Linked DNA regions of Sus scrofa: region 1 is linked to region 2. Evidence: chromatin contacts called from public HiChIP or PLAC-seq data. All regions are on one chromosome and are shown on one strand. Each heading gives the region's core, a stretch centred on a gene start, on an enhancer-like site or on the middle of the called end of the contact. The rest is flanking DNA. Distances are from core to core; before and after follow the strand shown. Region 1 overlaps FYN (FYN proto-oncogene, Src family tyrosine kinase). Region 2 overlaps REV3L (DNA polymerase zeta catalytic subunit).

The links. HiChIP or PLAC-seq counts read pairs in DNA pulled down with a chosen protein or histone mark.
Region 1: an H3K27ac HiChIP or PLAC-seq map of skeletal muscle shows a contact between it and region 2. The contact joins two enhancer-like sites. A contact is called at or near these places in 2 of 47 Hi-C or Micro-C datasets (embryonic fibroblasts and epiblast stem cells) and 1 of 2 datasets of contacts at active chromatin or transcription factors (skeletal muscle).

The regions. Positions count from the first base shown.
Region 1 is chr1:77,612,728-77,615,441 of Sscrofa11.1, forward strand. All of the region lies in intron 9 of FYN (FYN proto-oncogene, Src family tyrosine kinase), which reads right to left. Among named protein-coding and RNA genes, the nearest start is that of FYN, 28 kb to the right of the region's middle. Within about 2 kb of position 1,279, at least 8 of the 83 cell types and tissues checked have an H3K27ac peak or open chromatin away from gene starts, as enhancers often do. A contact at or near this core is called in skeletal muscle, where this site is marked.
Region 2 is chr1:77,197,471-77,200,423 of Sscrofa11.1, forward strand. REV3L (DNA polymerase zeta catalytic subunit) reads right to left here. Exons shown (of 33, transcript XM_021091241.1): 33 at 1-246. The coding sequence ends at 106. Among named protein-coding and RNA genes, the nearest start is that of MFSD4B, 40 kb to the left of the region's middle. Within about 2 kb of position 1,486, at least 2 of the 83 cell types and tissues checked have an H3K27ac peak or open chromatin away from gene starts, as enhancers often do. A contact at or near this core is called in skeletal muscle, where this site is marked.

The DNA of each region.
Region 1 (2,714 bases), core at 29-2,528, 420 kb after region 2:
CACACCTCTCTAGGCATGGACACCAAGCTCAGACTCACTGGCACGACAACCTCAAGCTCCACAAACTCCAAGCCGAACTCACCCTCGTTCTTCCTGACCTTCTTCCCTACTTGTTCCCGCTGCTGGCAACTTCATCCTTGCCATTACTCACATCTGACCGCCCAGGAATTAGCTTTGATCCCTCTCTCCCCTTCCCGAATGGTGTGTGAGCCTCTCCATGTGTCTACAGCACATGCTCTCATCTGTTTATTCCTCAAGAACTTGGTCTGTCCGGGACGTAACGCTCAGAGTCCTTTTTGTTAATTGCTATGCCCTGGGCAACATGCTGAACAACTTACACGTATTGTTTCACTTAATCTTTGCAAAAATTAAAGCACAAAGCAGGTAAGATATATTTCCACTTTATAGATAAGCAAGCTGAGGTGCAGAAAAATTACGTAACATGCCCAAGGCCCTGGAGCTGGCAGGTGGCAGGGCTGGGTTTCAAATCCGGTTCGGTCTGGCTTCATGCTTACTGCCTGCCCCTGGACAGACTTGGGCTTCTTTCTCCCTGAGGCTCCTAGCAAAGCTCTTGCACTTGGAAAGGCACTCAGTTCATGTTGCTTTACTTAGAGATCCTGACTGAACATAGTGGAACAAAGGGTTCACGACTAAAGAAGATCTAGCCGCTGTCACAGGGGGACAGGCAGAGGTAACAGAGAATGAGCGATACCCCTAAACAATTTCTTGCGGCCTCCAGAATGCAGCTGGTGGAGGACCACCCTCCTGGGCTCTGAGCCTGGTCTGTACCTTCTCCCTGATGAAAGGCTGCCGCTTACAGTCCAGTGGGGCCAGGAGCCGGAGGAAGAAAAGACCACAGAATTCCAGTTCTGCTTTTCCTCTGGGATGTGTCAGCTCATCCCAGAGGAAAAGGGAAGAGAAGAAAAAAAGAATTTTAAGAGGAAAGAGTGGCGTATTCTAGTTCTAGCCGGGTGGCGGGGGGTGGGGGTGGGGGGTGGGCGCAGGCAGACAAAGGATATTTCATTGTGTTCTTGGATAGGAGACTCACAACTGTGTTGAGAAACAACTGTCACTCACAGTCCTAAAATACCTGTGATAGGCACACACTTCTGAACACTGCCCACACTTCCACAATCAAGATGTGGCCTGGCTGCGGCCTGTGGGGAACATAAAACCTGATGTGCAAATATTTTCAGGCACATGGAGCAGCTGTCTGGAGGAGATGATGAATCCCCTGCAGAAAATTCGGCACGAAGCACACGTGCCATCTGCAGAGGACACTGGCAGATACACTCCACGCCCTGCCTGCCTCATAAAGTGGCCTAGGAAGGGCAGACACTCGGGAGGAATTGTGTAAACAGCCAGGCTGTCCCAGAGCTGGAAAATGCATTCTTCCAACTCCCTCACACATGCACCTCAGAAGGTGCCCCTTAAAAGCTTTCCCATAAAATAGCAGGGAAAAGGAACTGATGACTAATCGCCTCCATTTTTATCTTCTGTTCTTTTAATCATTGTCTTGATGAAAAGCAGTCAGCATAGCTTAAGAGGGCAGATGCACGGGGCCAGCCACACTTGGATTCAAATCCTGCCTTGGCCATTTTCTTAGCTGTGTGATTTTATACAACTTACTTAACCCCTCTGAACCCGTTTCTATTTTTCCCGCTCTACTCCTTGCATGTGCCTGCTTGGGCCTGGCCCTGGGTAGGTATTCTACGAATACCCCAGCTCCCCCTTTTCCTCCCCTGCAGCATTTCCTTTATTCTCCTTGCAAATCCTAGGTCCCCAGTCTTTGGTTTCATCCCCTAAGTTCAGTTTTCCAGTCCATTTACTTCTCCTTACTTATCTCCTTCCAGTGTTTAGCATGGATCTGAAGATACTTGCAAAAGGGAAGAGAAGAAAAAAAGAATTTTAAGAGGAAAGAGTGGTGTACTCTAGTTGGCAATGAAAGGAAGGAAACATAGTACAAAGGGTGTGAGGTGGATCTCTTGAAAAACATTTGGGCAGGTGACAGTAGAGGAAGCCACCAGAAAGGCAGTCAGGACAGCTCACAGTGAGGAGGCAGGGCTGGGTGGCCAGGGCTGAAGGGTGGCTGCTTGGGCCCTGCTCCATGGCAGCAGCGTGCAGTGAGGGGACAGCAGTGATGGGCTCCTGACATGCCTTCCCCTGCACAGCATTGCCCAGGGCACCTGGCTCTGTAAACTAAACACCAAGCTCTGTCAGCAGCACCCCGGCCAGCATGCTCTGGCTCCTGGCCCTGTGACCTTCTCATTTACGGATGGTTCAAGGCTGTGAACCACAGATCCCATAGATCCAGAGCCTGGGAGAAGGGGAGAGGCTGATCCTGAACCACTCCCTCTGGCACCAGAACCCCACTCACATCCGACAGAACGCCGACACGTCCCTCTCCATTGCCAGCTCCTTCCTAAATCATATATTCATGTCTTGTGCCCTTCACGCACTCTTCTGTCCTTCTGGGTCCGTGAGCTGGGGTCTGACAGGTCTGCCTCAGGGTAAACTCTCTCATCAGGGCCAGGTCTCAGACCTGGGGGCACATCAGGCCCTCTCAACTCATCTTGACTCCAAATCATGCCCACATTCCTCTCCGGATGGCCAGTGCCAATCACAGCTGCCTGCATGCCTTTGATTAGTGATATGGCTGCCATCTGGCCCTGTACTGGCATGCGTGTGTGTGTGTGTGTGTGTGTGTGTGGTGT
Region 2 (2,953 bases), core at 236-2,735:
CAATGAACATACTTGACTTGATGAAAGTTGAAAAAGCACCATGCACAACAGTTTAGTGGTAAACACTGAAAAAAATAGCACCTGGAATTCTGTGATATTGACAACTTAAAACTGGTCTAGTAATTGCCGGAGATATGGTGCCTTGGATAATTCTCTATTTACTCGAGAGAGTTTGTAAAGTACTGGGCAGTTCAGAGAAACACACGGGATATGTCGATCAAAGCAACCGGTACAGTTTCTGCATATCTGAAAGTATAAGAGAAGTACATAAAATGATAGGAACATTTCTATATATACATGGAAACAACACATTTTTATAAGCCCTCCTGTATGACAGACCACAGATTACTGGCAAACATATGGACGTACCACTGAAAGTTTCATTAATTTTTATCTCTTTGAAGCATAGCCAATCCTATGTTGAGACATTTCTAAAGGATATTATTTCACAAAATATAAAGCATAAAATTCCCTAAGGATTCATTTCATTCCAGAGATTAACTTAAATTTATAGTAGAATCCTATTATATTAAGATCCACATAACAGCTACCTAGTTATCATTCAAAGACTGTCTCTTAAACAAGCTATGTACAATGGTTTTTCAAACGTCTTCAGATTTATCATTTAATGCACTAATCATAAAAACTCATCCACTTTCTTATTTCAGAAGAGAAAATGCCGGTATGGAAAAAAAATGAAAGCCAAAGCATGTAAATTTAAAAGTAGCTTCAACCTTGGTTATACATGAGCTTAAAAACAGGCTGTCATGCCCAGAGATTCTGATTCATGGTCTGGGGTGGGGCTCAGGCATTAGTCTAAGAATATATATATATATATATATATATATATATATATATATATATATATATATATTGTACTTTCTAGGGTTTTCAGGTGATTCTGATGTATAATGATATCCAACCTAAAAGAAAATAATGAATCATAAGGCAAATTTTGGAAGTTCCTATGTGGTGCAGTGGCAGTGGGTTAATGCAGCTGAGGTGCAGGTTTGATCCCTGGCCCAGGATCTTCCATTTGGGTGTGGGTGTGGCCAAAAAAAGGGGCAAATTTTAAAGAGAAGTGTCATGTCTTACATAATGATCAGCTTTTAATATGCAATGTCTCGGGTTACACATACAGTTTAGAAAAAAAAGATGATAAAACATGAAAAACTTCAAAGGATAGTAGTGAGGGCCCCACGGGTCAAGAATATGCAGGCTAATTTTACTGTGAATAGTGTATCCAAGTGATAAAAAAAAGGATACTAATAGCAGCTACTATACCAGATTATCTTTTAAGAGAGAAATCAGGCCTGCTCTAGTTAATTCTGGGATCTGTATCAAACAGCTTCTGTTTGAGAGAGGTCTCGTAGGGCAGTACATTTTTGTCTTTGGGCCAGTATCTCCAGTCAGTTGAAGGGCCAGTTTTTCTGAGCACACTTGTTACTGCATCTGCTATTACGGTAATGCCACGAGCACTCTGCTGAGAGCACTGGGCTTCACTGTACTCTTGCAGTTTTGAAGTGTTCTACTCTGAAGACTTTCACCAACTAGCTCTCTGCCACAAGACTCGAGCCCATTTCCAAATACAGAACATGTGTACTACTGCTCTATGTGCTGTGGGTATGTTCAGGTGCTGGGACAAACTCATAAATATTTATGCCTTCTCTGTGCTTGTCTGATAAATCAACCAGGATAGAATTACTTGCCTCACTAAATTTAACTCGATTTGTAGTTTCAAGATCCTTTACTGGTGATTTAAACCCCAAGCAGCTTATGTTTAAAACTTTAAACACCACAACCTGGAAAGTTACTTTTTAGTGGCCATTTAAAAAAATGCTTTAGGAGTTCCCTCCGTGGTGCAGTGGTTAATGAATCTGACTAGGAACCATGAGGTTACGGGTTCAGTCCCTGGCCTTGCTCAGTAGGTTAACGATCCGGCGTTGCCGTGAGCTGTGGTGTAGGTTGCAGATGTGGCTCAGATCCTGTGTTGCTGTGGCTCTGGCGTAGGCTGGTGGCTACAGCTCCGATTGGACCCCTAGCCTGGGAACCTCCATGTGCCGCAGGAGCAGCCCTAGAAAAGGCAAAAAGACAAAAAATAAATAAATAAATAAATAAAAAGCTTTAATACTTATTAGTTCTTTCCGTTTGTTATCCTTTGGCTCATTTTACTATTTTTTAAAACAATTTTGAGTAAGATGTTTAATTTTTCATGTTTATTATTAAAAATTTTTAAGGCGATGATTTTTTTTCTGAGATCTGCTATGGCTGTCTAGAATCTTAAATGTATCATTTGTTAACTAGGGAATGTTAAAATTTCCAAATAAAAGGGTCATTTTGTTTTCTGAGTTTATAATAAATTCCTAGCTTTACAGAATTGTACCAATAAAATATTTTGCAGTATTTCTACTTCCTGAAATTTATTAAGGTTTTCTTGATATAAGATATAGTTGATTTTTTAGTATTCCATAAACACTTAAAAGAAAGTATATTCTCTAATATTGGGTTACAGAGTTTGATATATAATCACAAGGTCTATCTTATAATATCTTTTAGATCTTTAATAATTATATTTTTGGTCATTTAACTGGTCTTGGGCTGGGAGAGGTGTATCAAACCTCCTATGATTAATGTTTCTGATAATTACTCATTTTGTCTCCTGTAATTTCTGTTTTATGAAATTTCTATAGATTATTTAGTGTACAGGAGACACATGTTTTAATTCTCTGATGGGAAAAAACAACGCTAAAGTTAAAAATCTCTCTTTCTTTTTTTTTGGCTATGCCCACAGCATGCAAAAGTTCCCAGGTCAAGGATCAAACCCATGCCACAGCAGTGACAATGCTGGATCCTTTACCCACTGAGCCACTACCATGAGATACCACCTCACACCAGTCAGAATGGCCATCATTAATAAGTCCACAAATAACAAATGCTGGAGGGGGTGTGGAGA